Regions from separate parts of the Rattus norvegicus genome. Here region 2 is linked to region 1. Evidence: chromatin contacts called from public Hi-C data. All regions are on one chromosome and are shown on one strand. The core of a region is the stretch at or near the end of the contact, and the rest is flanking DNA. Distances in the headings are between cores, read along the strand shown. Region 1 holds the start of Igsf21 (immunoglobin superfamily, member 21). Region 2 overlaps LOC134479044 (a long non-coding RNA gene).

Evidence for each region. Hi-C and Micro-C count contacts between places; a contact is called where the count stands out from the background.
Region 2: a contact with region 1 is called in a Hi-C map of prefrontal cortex, with 5 times the contacts expected there. The contact joins the enhancer-like site here to the promoter of Igsf21 in region 1. A contact is called at or near these places in 2 of 12 Hi-C or Micro-C datasets (frontal cortex and prefrontal cortex).

What each region holds. Positions count from the first base shown.
Region 1 is chr5:157,790,999-157,798,705 of GRCr8, reverse strand. It overlaps Igsf21 (immunoglobin superfamily, member 21), which reads left to right and starts at 3,416. Exons shown (of 10, transcript NM_001271454.2): 1 at 3,416-3,937. The coding sequence starts at 3,868.
Region 2 is chr5:157,918,941-157,926,647 of GRCr8, reverse strand. LOC134479044 (a long non-coding RNA gene) reads left to right here. Exons shown (of 2, transcript XR_010052005.1): 2 at 352-647. Among named protein-coding and RNA genes, the nearest start is that of Igsf21, 130 kb to the right of the region's middle. Within about 2 kb of position 2,632, at least 6 of the 93 cell types and tissues checked have an H3K27ac peak or open chromatin away from gene starts, as enhancers often do. A contact at or near this core is called in prefrontal cortex, where this site is marked.

The DNA of each region.
Region 1 (7,707 bases), core at 2,167-4,666:
TGTGCCACCCCCCCACCTTACCCAATCTTCATGATTCTTCCTGTATCTCTGCACCTCAGTTTCCTTATCTGTAAGTCGTGCACACGCAAAGTTGTCATGGAGGACTTTCACGATGATTAGGCCGGATAAAATAAATGGACACCATGGACTCATGAGAGTTTTCCACCTGGCATGAGTGTGTATTCGCGCACGAGCCCCTGTGCATGCGTGTGGGTCCCTGTGAGGGAGGCTCTTTGCAGATAGCCAAGGAGAGCATGCCAAAGCTCTAGCCTTGAAATAGATCCTGCATTTGAACCCGAGTCCGTCGCTAGCTGTGTCCTGGAAAAGTTGCTTTACCTCTCTGTTTTTCGGTTTTCTCATCTTCAAAACAAGAGTCATGCCGCACACACTGGCGCATCACTGTTTCACAAGCCTCTGACAGCGCCCGGCACAGAGGCAGATTTCCATATTCTCTACTCCACCAAATAGTTGTCCCCCCAAACCTACAAAGCCCACCCTTTGGAAACAAGGCTGTGAGGGCCAGTGGTACCCTCTCCCTGGAGAAGGAAACTTAAAGCCCCATCGTGACTTCTGAGGGAGGGGGGCATCCCTGGAGCGGGGTGAATGTTGCTTTGTGCATTAGCACCATCTGTCGAGAGAGCCCGTCTCAGCACCAAGGACAGAGGACTAGGCCCGGCTTGCTGTGGGCAGGCAGATAGCTGCACCTTGGCTGCCTAGAGGGTTCCTACTGGACCAGAGTCCAAGACAGAGGCGTGACCCACTGTGCCTCAAAAGTCTGAGTGCCAGGACAGCAAACTGCGAGCACCGCCTCTGGCAGGCAGCAGCTCCATTAGTAGACATAAACTAAATTAAAAGCTAGTGGCTGCCCTAGGTGACTTTTCCTTTGCCTAAGTTACCCGGAGTCTCCTGTTAACTGACTGTGCCTCAGAGTCGCCTTTCTATGCCGCAGAAGAAAGGGCTCCAGAGCTGTGGTTTATGGCGCCGAAGGGGCGGGGCTTTTGGCCGAGCTGGGAGGCGGGCTGTTGCTATTACATTACCATATGGTAATAGGCATGCATTGGCAGCCTAGCCCCTTCAAGGAAAACCGACTCTGCACCTGAGAGGGCTCTTTGGTGAGCCGGGCTGGTCTTCACAATCCTGGATCTCTGAGAAGGTTCATGGCTACAGCTGGCCTCTGAGCACCCACCGAAGACCAGCTTGGTCTCAGAGCTGATTAACAAACCAACTAGTGATCTAATCTCATTCAGCCTTTCATTCATTCTTCCGCCCATCCAATACTCAGTGAAGACCTACTATGTGCTATGGGGGCGACCAGTACTTTTTACACAGGGTAATGTTCGAGGATAGTGTGGATAGTGAAGGTGGGTCCGTTGAGGTATAAAAACTCCAGGCCCAAGATTCTCAGCTGTGAAAACAAACTTCCTTGGTTTCGAACTTCTTTTCTCCTTTCCACTCTCTCCACTGACACCATTCCTAGAAGGCTCCACAGAGGCAACACCCAGCTGGTTAAGGGTGAGGCTGTTGGGTAGGTAGCGCCACAACGCAGGCAGAGGCAACAGGCGCTACCTGCTCCTTTCAGCTCTTCCCCCAAGGACAGTGCTGGGTGGGTGCGGCCAGGAAGCCACGCCCACTTAGCCTCCACCTGAAGGCAACTGGACTCCAAGAGCACGAAAGGGCACACAGCAATGCATGCATTTCCTGTAAGCCTAGCCCAGTACAAGGGGGGCATCTGGGCTTGGAGCTCCTCAGTCAGAGGGCTTAGAATCCTGGATAGCTTTTTCCTGAGCCAGAAGCAGAGGTGGGAGGGAGAGATTGGCAGGAATAGACGGGCAAGGGTTGTGCTCTTCCCGTGACTGGCTTGGGGGGGGGGGGTGACCAAAGAAGATTTGGGGGGAAGATGTCCTTAAGCTCACCCTCAGCAGCTTGGGGAAGATGAGACTTGGAGGAGGAGCAAAAGGGAGCGAAGAACAGCCAGGGAAAGGATAAAGGCTCAAGGCTCCAGTGTTCAAGCCAGATCCAGCCCAATCAGGCTAGCAACCAATTAGTCTGATTCAAAAAAAAAAAAAAAATACCCACGTAGGGACAAACTGTAATCAAACACCTATTTATAAGGGTTTATTACGATCATTATTATTATTTTACTGAGAGGATCATTCTAAAGCCTGTCAGGTGAACGTATTCGCTCAGATCTAAATAAATGCAAATCGCTCTTCCCCTGGAGCTGGGAGGCTGGGCACGCCTGAGCTGCAGCTAGCTGCTTTGAAAGGCCGAGTGCCACCAAGGCTGTAGAGGGTAAAGGAGGGGAGTGGGTCACTCCGTGGGGTATCCTGGCACAAGTCTCTCCCAGCAGCACCTGCCAAGCCATTACTCACTACCCACCCCTCTCACACGGAGTGGAGCGAGTGAGCCTGGCAATGTACCCATTGCCCATCTGAATAAACTGAGCAACAAGGACGCAGCAGCTTAGTGAAGCTGGGTGAGCTGGGACTTCTTGGGAGAGTGTAGCATCAGATCTGGGTCCTGGTTTGGGGGCTCAGATTCACTCACTGGTTCTGTTGTTCATTCTGGACCTTGTCAGTCTAACTTCTGGTCCCTTGTGTAGCTCCACCACCACCAGCAGCAGCAGCAGCCCCCCCACCCCGACTCCAAGAGCTAGGAGCACCTGCCTCCTCCTCACGTGGGAGATCCCAGAGTCCAGGGTCAATGCTGTGTGTGTGTGTGTGTGTGTGTGTGTGTGTGTGTGTGTGTGTGCATCAAAGCAATGATCTGACACAAGTTTCAACCCACCCCGATTCTTAGGTGGAGGAGCTCAGGTGTCAGGCCTGATTTAAAAAAAAAAAAAGGTGACATCTTGGTCTCTGACCGAAGAAAAAGTCCATCCCTCCCTTGCCGGGTCCTGCATGCACGCACAATGCAGCTGTACTGCGCGGGGTGCGGGGTGGAGAGTAGCCTTCATTTATGGAACACTAAAGCCCTGAAGCCCCTAAGGAAGACGTTCATAGGTGTCAAAGCCAGCCCTGAGGACCTACATCCCTCCGGGCAAAGCACCTCTCTCCTGGAGGGAGGAAGGGTGCTAGCATTCACCAAGCCGAGGAAAGGGGCGTCCAGGGACACTGCCAGGTGGAAGGGGGGGTGTGATTCGGGTGGAGCGAAGCTTGGTGTGTGTGTATGAGAGGATGCGGCTCACAAGCAAGCAGTTGTGATGCGATGGAAGGGGGGGGGCAGAGGGTAGAAGCCGAGGGGGAGGGGGCGAGTTCTCCTCTCTGCAATAAATCGGCTTAGCGGACGAGAGCCGAACAGCCCAGAACGGATTAAAGAAAAGTCTGTAGAATACGGCAGCGAGCGCGGTGCGGGGGGCGGGGGGACGGGGGCGGGGCGGCAGGGAAGGAGGGAGAGGAGGGGGCTCGAGAAGAGCGAGCGCGGGGCAGAGCGCGGCGGCGCGGGCAGAGCTTCGGCTCCAAACTCCGCCGCTGCCGCCACGGATCCGACTCCGGCCGCCGTGGGCGCCAGGAGCAGCCGACCAGCCGAGAGCAGCTGCGCTCCCCAGCCAGGTCCTGTGCAGCCCAGAGCAGCCAGTGTGTCTGGTGCAGCCCGGAGCATCCTAGTACAGCTCAGAGTAGCCTGGTGGTGTATCCCGGAGCATCCCGGTACAGCCCAGAGCAGCCCCGGGTAGCCTGGCGGCCCGACCACGGTAGCATGAGGACGTCCCCGCGGCGCCCCTCGCTGCCCGTCACCGCCACGGCCGGCGGCCCGGGTCATAAGCGCTTCTGAGCCCATGGCGAGGGGACCCACCGTCGCCACCGCGATCGCCGCCGCCGCCGCCGCCGCCGCCGCCGCCTCGGCCAGCGCCGTCAGCTCCTGGGCACCATGCGAGCTGCTCCAAGCCTCCGCCGCGCCTCCTGCCTGCTGCTCGCCGCGATCCTGGACCTGGCGCGCGGTGAGTGTGCGGTCGCCTGCGGGAGCCCGGGGCCGGGGGACGCGCGCAGGGACCGAGAAGGGCGCGAGCCCCGGTGGCTCTGGGAGTCTCAGGCACAGTTCAGGAGGGTTTCCGTGCAGCGAAGCTTGGCAGGAGAAGATAGCTCTTTTGGAGAAAGCCCTCGTGGGTCTGTGCCAGTGTGTGTGTGTGTGTGTGTGTGTGTGTGTGTGTGTGTGTGTGTCTTTGTTGGGTCTGTGAGTGTCCGAGAATCAGCTGTGTGTGGAGAGGGCACGGGAGTACATGTAGATGTGGTTGTGTGATGGTGTGTGGGGTCTGTATGTGTGAGAGGTAACATCGAGTCCAGATCAGTTACATGGAAGGGTGAGAGAGAAAGTCTGAGTGTTTGGGGGTGTGAACTCCTTCATGAGGGTAAGTGTGTGAGCGACGCTGCATGTGTGAGCCTGTTAAGGAAGTCTGAGGTGTGGCAGTTCACGCCGATCCCGGTTTGCTTGCTGTTCTCTAGAGGGCTGTGTGACAGTCGGTGACTGTATTTCTGTTATATCTGCGCAGGAGTGTACCTACCTACACGTGGAAGCACGGTACTTCAGGTCCTGTAAGCTTTTGGTCTGGGAGCAGGTGCAGATCAAGGGAACTTGAGTGTCTGGTGGGCAGGGAACTGTGATCACATCTGGGGCTGGAGGGGGTCCAACAGCATGGCTCGCGTCTGTGTGTGTGTGTGTCCTGCATAGGCTTGGTCATGGGCTAGGCTGGACCACATGGAAGGAAACTGAAGCTCAAAGGGTTGCCCAGAGCCAGCAGTGCGGGGCAGTTCTAGTGTGCCTGGTTGGGGCTGCCTGGGGGGAAGGGGCATCCTGCCCACCGCCGCCCTCTGGTGGGCCTTAAATGCTGTGGAAGTCGAACTTGACGCCCCAGTGCTTTCCCGGCAGGGAACAGGGGACAGATGCCAGCCCAGCGGGGCGGAGGCAGGGCCAACAGAGTCATAGGTGGGGATTCCAGACCGCCCGCATTGGCCAGAGGGGGCGGGGGCCTCCTTCTCCAGGTCAAGTCACAACCGACCAAGGGTGTTGAAATGAGAGCAGGGCTACCCTGGGAGGTGGGACAGTGTGAAAAAGTAGACATTGTCTCCATTGGAGCCTTGGGTTCCGTCCCATTTAGGCCGTGGTGGAGGGTCAATTCTTGCCCTGCATGCTGAGGAAAAACCTATATGAGCTCTGAGATTGTTCTCCAAAGGGTGTGCCTCTAAAATAACCCACACTCTTCAACCCCCTGCGTCTTTGAAGAGAGCTTGGTCCGCTGATCGGAGAATTTGAGCCTAGGGAGGTGGTCCTTTGGCAATGGGGGAGGGGCTGATGTGACCCAAAAGCATGCCAGGCAGGTACTTTGTCCCTCCTACCCTCTCTGGGTGAAAATACTTTTTGAAGTATATCAAATCTCGCTGTAACTTTGGGGACAAGAGTTCCCCCTTTGAGATGGATGCCTCTAGAGGGAAAGATTCTAAGTGGGAGGATCCGGGTTCCAGCGCCACCGAGAAGTCGCTAGGCTTTGTGGAAATACACTGGAGCCCTCACCTGGACACTGCAGGGAGCAGGATTGGGGGTTGGGGACCGAACGGGAAGCACCCCTTCTCTCAACATGGGATGCGCATGGTGTAAAGAAGCGGGGGAGGGGAGGGGAAGAACCGGGTGGGAAACCCCCGACTGCGTCAGGACCCCACCCTGCGAGCTCGTTTGTGGCTTGGCTGCGGAGAGCTATTCCGGCGCCCTGGAGCCTTGGCTCCGCTTGCTAGCCTCTGCAGGCTGCGGGGAACGCTTGCTCGGGGCGCCGGAGTGAACGCGTGGAACCAGGGCACGTGGGTGGCTTACACGCTGCCTCTCGGCTCCGCAAGCACAGATCTCGCACTCGAAACTTTGTGCTGGGCGCAGGGACCCCGAGGTTCCAAGGCTTCTCTTCTCTACAGAGGTGCGAAATCCTCAGGGTGGGATCCAGTTTCCCTTTCCAGGCCACCGTGCGAGGTGGAAGCAAGAGAGTCCTCGCGACGCGTGATCAGCGGGCTGGGCCGGATGAGGGCGCCCTTCCTGCAGGCCGCGGCGATGTCCGCGATCCGTGCACCTGGCTTAGCTTTGCGGAGCCAACCAGCCAGGGGGATGCCTGGGAAGAGATGGGAGGGTGGATTCAGGCATCGCACCCAGAAACACGCTGGCCTTCCCCGAGAGGGACACACAGTCACTGCGGCGGGAGGGGCACTGCCATTGTGGTGGCAGACCAAAAGAGATGTGTACCCTTTGCAACACTCTCGTACCCAACTCCCTACCACCAGACTCTTCCAAGAAAGCCTGTTTCTCTGGTCTCTGACATTTCCTTAGGGACTCCCTGAAGCACTCTGTACCGGGCAGTAGGAAACTGCACATTTGAACTTGCGCAGTGACCCTAAAGAGACAAAGTGCGCCAGGCTGAGGAGGTAGAGGGAGAGATGAGGCTCTTTGGACTTGCCTGGCTAAGCTCTGGAAAATTCTCCACTGAAAGCTGTGGGCTCTGGGAAGACCTAATTAGAACTAAAGGGTCCAGAGACCTAGCCTGTCAGAGACCGTGGGGGATTGAGGGGGCGGGGCAGTCCTGCAAGCTCCCATTCTGCAGCTGGGTGGTCTGAGGGCTGACGAGGGCAGACTAGGCTCACGACCATGGGGAGCTGCGGCTCTGCGAGCAGGTAGATGGGCTTCATAGATTATCTCCTTCTGCTGCTTTTTAAGCCCCGCCGCATGAGGACACTACACTCCTCTGTGCACCTCCTCGGCCCAGTGCTGGGGACTGAATAGGGCCTGGCTATCTTACCCTTCCACATTCCCGTGACCCCTCCCCTTTCCAAACCACGCCTCCTCACACCCAAGAACATGCTCCTGGGAGGTCGAACTTACATAATTGGGGGTTTTCAATTAGGGTTGGAGCGACTTTCGGACTTCCGGGACCATTGAACTTTGTGGCTTTCATCTCTACCCCTAAAAACCCAGGGCCTTGAGCAGGGAGCTATGCTGTTGCGCTGCCCTAGAGGTCAGTGCCCAGAGCTGGAATAGTCTTTGTTCAAGGTTGTTGGGTTTTATTTGGGGGGAGGGGGGCTTCTCCTCCGTAGCTCCCACTATATCGCTATGTCTTCATTCCCACTGCAAGATGACTTTACAAACCTATTGTTACAGATTAGGAAACAGAGGCTCCGCTCTTAAAGATCAGTCACAGACAGAAGCCAAGCTCCTTCTGTCTCCCTCATGGCCTTGCCTGGGGCTCTCTTTCCGTTCTTCCCCCTGGCAGCAGACTTCTAGGTGTGCTGGCCAAGGCTGCCAGGGGTCCTCTGAAGGATGTCTCTCGGTCCGGATACCCTGACAGGTACTTACAGCTCCATGGGAGGTGGATCCTTTGCCTCGTGGAGGAAGGAGCGGTGAACACCCTAGCTATGTGCTTTTTTTTTTTCTTTCACGGTTCCTTTAACAGTTATCCCGCCTCTGAGACATAAAATTAGTCCCGTTTTGCAGAGGAGGAAACTGAGATTCAGGGGAGTTAAGTGACTGCCAAAGTCACCCAGTCAGTAAGGGGAGAGCAGGGGACTAGCCCTGTGTTGTCTGCCTCCCAGCTCCCCGGGAAGACTGGCGCCCCCCACTCCTTTCCTTAGGCCCAGCCCTGAGGATGCTGAGGGATCCCGGTCTCAGTATGCACACTTCACCCTTCACCAAACTCAAGGTGAAAGGATTATTCAGTGTGTCGATCTGCACAGATGGGAGAGG
Region 2 (7,707 bases), core at 1,383-3,882, 130 kb before region 1:
TCACTTGCATTAGGAGGGCTACGGTTTTTTGAGAGTTGATTTCGTATCAAGCTGCTTTGCCGAAAGTGTACGTCCGCTGTGGGAGTTCGCGGGTGCCATGTTTAGGGTCGCTTATGTTTGCTGTCATACCATTGGCAAACAAAGATACTCAGAGTTCGTCCTTTCCAATTTGGATCCCCTTCAGTTGTCTTATCGCTCTGGCTAAGACTTCAAGCACTGTATTGAACAGGCATGGAGAGAGTGGACGACTTTGTCTTGTTCCTGATTTTAGTGGAATTGCTTTGAGTGTCTCTCCTTTTAATTCGACGTTGGCCATAAATTGCCCTAAGTACGTCTCTTGTATCTTCCCAGGACTTTCATCATGGAGGGGTTCAGAAAAATGTAAACACCAAGCAAGCCACAGAACCTTCGACTCATAATCTGTCCTGCCTGCAAGACACGCTGGGGCAATGACAGCATGGAGCGTGTGAGAGCAGTCAACCGAAGTCTGATTTGACTGAAAGAGATGGAGCCCATACCTAGCCTTGACTGGGTGTCCAAGAGCCAGACGCTGGATAGCCCAGAGACGTAGGCTAAAACCAAACCACTACTTCTCTAAAAAAATGTATCAATAAAATGACTCCTAGTAATATTGTGCTATACTTATAGATCAGCGCTGTGTCTAACTAGCATCAGAGAGGCTTCCAGCCGGACACGCACACACGCACGCATGCGCACACACAGAGTCCTTGGAACACACAGCTCTGAATGGGATGTCTCCATCAAATCCCTCCCCTCCAAGCTCAGGGAACCCCGTGGAAGAGGAGACAGAAAGAGTGTAAGAGCCGCAGGGGATGGGGGATACCGGAGAACACGGCCTTCAGAATCAACTGAGCAAGGCTCACATGAGCTCACAGAGACCGAAGCAGCAATCACTGGGAGGACACAGGGCTGCGTCAGGTACTCTGTGTATATATCAGAGCTTCCGGCTTAATATTTTCATGAGACTCCCGAGTGTGTGAACGGGCGGGACTTTGATTCTTGTGCCTGTTCTTGGGACTTTTCCGTCTATCAGGTTGCTTGGGCCAGCCTGGACGTGATGGCTTTTGTTTTATTTTACTATATTTAATTTTATAAAAATTAAATAAAGAAAGAAAATAAATAAAGAGGACCTGCATCCCGGACAGATAGTTCCGGCTCCCCTATTACATGGCATGGGAGCAAGGGCACCCCACCCAAGCCTAAATTGCTTATCACCCCACAAACTAAAGCCCAAGGATTGAGCTCAAAGTGTTCATTATCCCCAAGTCTGACTTGTCATGTTCTGTTTACTTAAGGGAACCAGAGAGAGGGACCTGGCCCCCCTCACTCGCTACACGCACACGAGATGGGAGAGAGGCAGCAGCGTCCACCTCCCTGCACTGGGACCCCTTTTCTCACCCACAAAGCAATCACATTTGCCCTTCTGAGACTGCCGGGTCTTTTCAGGCTGAGGGTCCCTGGTGGTCTGCTGGGTGTGGAAACCATAGATGGCAGGGGCCAGCAGATGGCACCCTCTGTCCTGTGTCTACCCCCGGGGTGAAGTTTTCCAGCTCAAGGCCTTCCTTGCATCTCTAGTAATGTCAGAGGGCATAGAATCCCTGACAGCAGGATGTACCTGCCTTCCCCTTTTCCCCTCCCCCTGAGAACCTGGATCTGCTCCCACTGCCATGACAGCTATTAGAGATGGTGCCTCTGACACAGATGTCTCCCTGCATTTTTGTCTGACCTGTCTAGTCCTTTGTCGCTGTCTGGTCCTCCTTACCCCAGCCTTTATATGCTTCAGGGTCTGGGGAGAAGCCCAATCCATCCCTGCTACCTACCACAGGACACTCTGGGCTTCTCCCATGCACATGGCAGAGGTCCCAGGACACAACCGAGCACCTACTGTGTGCTCCACAAGCACCTACTGTGTGCTGAATATACATTGTGGTATACAGATAGTGATAAGAAGTTGATGGACAGTTTTCAGAATTCCTCTGTGTGTGTGTGTGTGTGGGTATAGGTCAACCTTGGGTGTCACTCAGGAGTTGGGAGCTGTCTACCTTGCTTTTTGAGGCAGGATCTCTCACTGACTTTACCCTCAATGATTTAACCAGGCTGACTGGCCAGGCAGCCCTGGAGATCCACCTGCCTCTGCTTCCCCAGTACAGGGTTTGCAGGTGAAGGAAATGTGGGTTCTGGGGATGGAACTTGAATCCTACTTTATCAAAGAGGCTGCCTCCCTGATCTCTCCAACCTCTTTTGGGGACAGGTCCATGGTGCTCAGTCTGGTCTTGAACTTAAGAAACTCCGGCCTCAGCCTCCGGAGTAGTTGAGCCTGCAGGCGTACACCAAGTCCAACCTGTATTCCTACAAACCATGTCACTGGGAGGTGGCAGAGCAGCCTCAGAGACAGGCAGAGCAACTGGGTGCTGTGGGGGAGGGGCTCTGTGCACTCAGGGGTCAGCCATACTGGGTTCTGACGCTGACCCAATACATGACCTACAGTCATGCGATCTTGAACAAGGACTGACTTCGGTTTCCCCGTTTGAAAGCGTAGAGTTGGACTAGGTGCTCTCTGAGGCTCCTCCAGCTTCCTGGCATCCGTGAACATACTTTCTCCGGGATTAAGGCTTAACACAGCCCATGGATGTGTGGGCTGGTTTAGGTGCAAACAGAGTGGGCTATGTGTGGTGGGTGTCTTAGCGGCTCATCTGCTGCCAAGACGTTTGGAGGGCTAGTGCTTGGGTGACATGCCTTTCCTTTTGGGAGGAAGATGAGTTCTGAGGATGGTGAAACTGGTTTGCTTCCTCAGTCCAAAACCACCCTCTGTGAAAAGGTAGCGTCTGAGACCGGCTCTCGGGGAGACCTGGATTTGAATCCTGAAGCTGGGAGGCTCTGAGTTCACGCTCTGATTTTTCTCTGGGTGCCAAGTCCCTCTCTTGTCCGGGCCTCCCACGCACAGGCTGTCGGAGTGTTTTCTGGAAGAGGTGGGCTCTCGTCCAGCACCAGCTGTGCCAAGTGGGCAGGTTCTGAGGAGATCCCGAAGGCCGGCACTGAGGAAATATCACCAAATCTCGCTCCTTCGAGGAGCCCAGCTCTGCAGCAGCCTTGCGTCCTTTGGGGTGGTGAACAGCAGCAGCGGCTGTATTAACAACTCCATCTGAGCATGCGCCAGATGCGACCTCCTAACCCTCTGCCCTCAAGGTCTCTGTTTTTATGGACTTCACCGAAACACTGAGAGTCGCCTGTTGGACCATCAGTCCTGAAGACCTCGACAGTGGGCAATCGTCTCAGAACTGCTGGGTGGCCAAGCTTCAAGGACGCTGCGTGCCCCGGTGTACAAAAGCCCAAGGTCTTCAGTGGGCATCGGGCCTCCGCAGGCTTCACCCACCCCCGCTGGCCCTGTGAGCTCAGCTTTTCACTCTATTTGAAAAAAATTAATTGTATTTATTTATTTTATGTGCTAGTGGCCAGAGGACAACTCACAGGATTCCATTTTCTCTTTCCACTATATGGGTTCCTGGAATTGAATACAGGTTGTCTGGCTTGACCTGGCCGCAAGCCCCTTTGCCTGCCGAGCCATCTTGCCCATCTTTTGCTGTTTGCCCCACTTCTCTAGTACTTTCCTGTCACCTGGCCTACTTGGTTGCTATCAGGGTTTATTCACAGAGGTGGTTCACAGTGGTGTCTGCACTGCTCTGCTCCCAGCACCCAGAGCGGTCGCTGCGTGTAGCAGTTGCTCAGTAAACACCCATAGAACGAATGAAGTGTGAATAAATGAATGATGTGGAGTGAGAGCATTTGCTCAGGCTCAGTCTTTCAAGGTAATGCCTTGTTCACACGGCAGCAGACAGCAGACACAGAATCGAGCCAGAACAGGAGAGATCTTAGCTCCCAGCTCTAGGATGTCCCCAAGCTGATCTGGAGGGAGCAGGGCTAAGGTTTAAATGTGTCTACTTCCCTGTCCCATGAGACCAGACTCCTAGGTAATTTGACAGAGGCTCCCGGAGCAGGAGAGCACTCAGATCCTCACAATAGAGGCTTCAGAGAGCATTTGACTCATACATGTCCACTGCCTTCTGCAGGGCCAGGCTCAGGAGTGAAGAGACATGGAGGTGAAGTTCTGTGTGGCAAGCAGGGACCCCTGCCCAGCAGGCTTTCTGTCTGGGACCCCAGAACCTTGGGAGAATTCATTTGGGTTCTTTATAGATGGCCGAGCCTTGTGTAGCAGGAGTGGGCTCTGAGGAGTTGTTTTCATGTGCCAGGCCCTGGGACTGTGGTGCTGAGAGGAACCCATGTTTGTCACGTGTGAGGTCCTCATGCCTTTGAGAAGCTGGTGATTGCATGAATGCGCACGCGTGTGAGCACACACTTGTGCATGTGTGCGTGTGTGTGCACGTGTGTGTGTTCATGCATGCATGTACGTGTGTCTGTATGTACGGTGTGCATGCATGTGCATATATGTGCATGCGCACTGTGCGTTTGTCCACACACATATGTATGGGGGCTTGAAGGTGACCTTGGCCGCCACTCTTCAGGAGTCATGCCCTTGTACTTTGAGGCAGTGTGTGTCACTGCCTGGGGACGGAGAATTAGGCTAGGTTGAGTGGGTAGTGAGCTCCAGGGAGTCTCCTGTCTTCTCCCCAGTGTGGGGATTGCAAGCTCGTGCCCATGCTTGGCTTTTGCCTGAGTGCTGGGGACCCACTCAGGTCCTCTCCCTGCCAGGCAAGTGGCAAGCCTTGTCCCAGCCTCGTGGTGACTTTTAGAGAGTAACAGCCTTAGGCCCTTGGCTTTCTGACCCCATGTCCTTGTACAAGCTGGCTGTGCCTTGTTAGGGCTCCCCACCCCAGACTTTATCCTTCATTGTGGAAAAGAGATTTTTGTCCCTGATGACATAAACTTTCCGGAGGCCACTGGGGACCAGATGAGGACACGGAGCTACAGGCCTGGGAAAGTCTCCTCCCAGCTGCTTCTGCATGGGGGCTGGTTTTTCTCCATTGGAGTCGAGCTGGGCGTGCAAGGAGCTGATCTGCTGTGAGTGGCAAGAGCCAGGCAGAGAGCCAGCTCCTCCGGAAGAGAGTTCTGCATCGTTGGGGAGTCAGGATGGGATGTGGTACTGATGCGGGGTGTGAGAAGATGCTGAAGGCTCCTGTCCATCAGACATGGACCTGCTGAAGGGGGAGGGGTGTGGGGGCCCAGAATGGCAGGAGTCGCCAAGGTGCTTTCCAGACACCAGCCTTGGGGTCTCTCCAGTGAACAAGGAAGGTCACCAACTGCTGCAGACTGGATCTTCAGTGTTCTGGAAGAAACTGTTCCAAAGTGAAGGATTTGGCTGATGAGAGATGTCTGAGGGAGGTCAGGAGGTTGGCTTAATAGGACAACTGGTCACTGTTCCTACAGAGCGCCACCAAAAAAGCAGGGAGGATTCTAGCCAGACACTAGGAGGAACATCCAGGCAGAGCGCTTGTCTAAAACAGCAAACTATACAGTCAAAGAGGAGAGCAGATGCTTGCATAGGAATTGACGTTTCTAAATTCTGAGCAAGTCTGTGTCTAAAGAGGCACACAGTGAAAGTGTTGACTGCTCACACTGTCACAAAGGGACAAAAGCAATTTCAGAACCCTAGAAGTCAGGTAGCCACAGCAGGCGCCTGGAGGTGGTGGTCTCCACACTGGGCCTTGGGACTCCAGAGAAAGAGAGTAGTGTGGACAATGTTCCCAATACCTTGGACTCCAGGCTCTGGCTGAGGTAGCACTAGCTTGCAGGCAGAGGCTATAACTTCCACAACAGACATCTGGCAAGGAGAACCACCTGGCCCGAGCCTGCCACTCACCATAGTCTGTTCTCGAAGGATGCTCTCTAAACCATCTTGGATCCCATGCCACCATGGGATCGACCACGGACTTGGGCAGAGTTGAGGATGTTGCATGTGTATGTGCATTTGGAGGCCAGAGGATGACGGACACTGGCTTCTTTGAGGCAGGGCCTCTCAGTGAATGGGAAGTTCCCTATTGTGGTCAAGTGGCTCCAGAGTCTGCTGTGCCCTGTCCCCCCATACCCCACCACACACACGGACACACACATACACCATGCAGACAGCACATACACAGGAGTGAGGCAGAGGTGACTATGAACAGGTAATAACTGGTCAGTTAGCATGCACACACACTTGCTCGCAGAATGAGCACACACATGGCTGCACACAGGGACACAGATGCACGTGCAAACACACACAGGCACATAATCAAGTGTGCTATGGTGCCTGGCTCTTGCATGGGTGCTGGGATTCGAACTCTGGTCCTTATACTTGTAGTGCAGGCACTTTCCCCACAGCGGTCTCCAGGACCTCCCTCCATCTGAAGAATCCCAGGGGTAGATGCTGGGGTTTGCAACCAGCAGCAGGCTCCACCTCTTCTTTGCCTGAGGCTCAGAGAGGGTGACAGCAGATCCATCATGCACAGCCCAGCTTGAGTCCCGATGCTGAGCGCTCCCCGCTCCTGGCTTCCCCATCTCCATTCTCCCTGACACTTGGGAAGTTCATTATTTCCCCGACTGGCTTTTCTGGCACGACTCAAATTAATTTTCCATCTCTCCCCTCCCCCAAGCCTCGCAGTCATTAAATGCCAGGGAAAGTTAAACAAACAGCTGATTTACAGAGCGTTTTTTTTTCAACCTTTTTTTCCTTTTTTTTTTTTTCCAAAAGCAGTGGCTTCTATTAATCAGCCGAGCCTAGAGAGGTCTGATTAAGCAGTTGGGCACCCATCCCAAGAGCTGGGTCAGAGCTTGCCGCAGGCCCCAAATCAGGGATTGAGAGAGTGGAGCACCCTACGGTTCCCTCTTCAAAGAGGTCTGGGTGGCTTCCCCCCACAGAGGGATGAAGCAGGATGCCTGGACCGCTCCTGGGGTCTGATCTGGGCGAAGTTTTCAAATAGCTTCAGGCCAGCTTTCTATCGCAACACAGAGAGGGGGAGAGACTTGCCCTGAACTGCACAGCAAGACCAGAGGCCTGCCAGGGTTGGAGCTCTGACCTTCACGTTCTAAGTCAATGCTTCAACGCATTGAACAACCAAGGAAAGCAGACAGGCTGGCACTGAGACAGCCACCCCCAGAGCCGGCCTGGAGCGTGCTCAGAAGCCCTCTCGGTGTTCACAGGCTGCCGGAGTGTGCGCCCACGTGGCTCCGGTATTGATCTCTCAGGGCATGGATCCTCTGTCCCTCATGGGTGTCTCCAGAGACGTCCTGGCTGCAGCCACCTACAATCACATGGCTGCTCCTGGGCCCTTGTCCAGAGGCCTCATGGAGAAGCCAGCAGTGGGAGGCTCCACAGGCCAGTCACAGCCCCATACCCACAGCTGCCTCTTTTTCTCTGGCCTCCTCGGACCTCTCCTCCACAAGGGTTGAGTGCTCTCTGTGAAGGGGCCTTGGCTCTCCTGCTCTCTCAGAGGTGGTGACAGGGGCAGGCGTTTTCAGAATGCACCTGCCACAAACACAAGCAAGGGTCTGTTCCCAAACTTCATCTGGAGGCTTCTGCCTCGGCTCATAGTAGGTCTACCAGAACAGAGAGGAGGATGTGCGTGTACCCTGTGGCTATGGGTTGCCTGAGCCCTTCTGGAATGAGGCAGAGGCTGATCAAGGAGCAGCAAGGGCTCTGGGATTTCCCAGTGGGCCCCCCTCCCCTTTTAATAAATGAGCTAACCTGTCTCA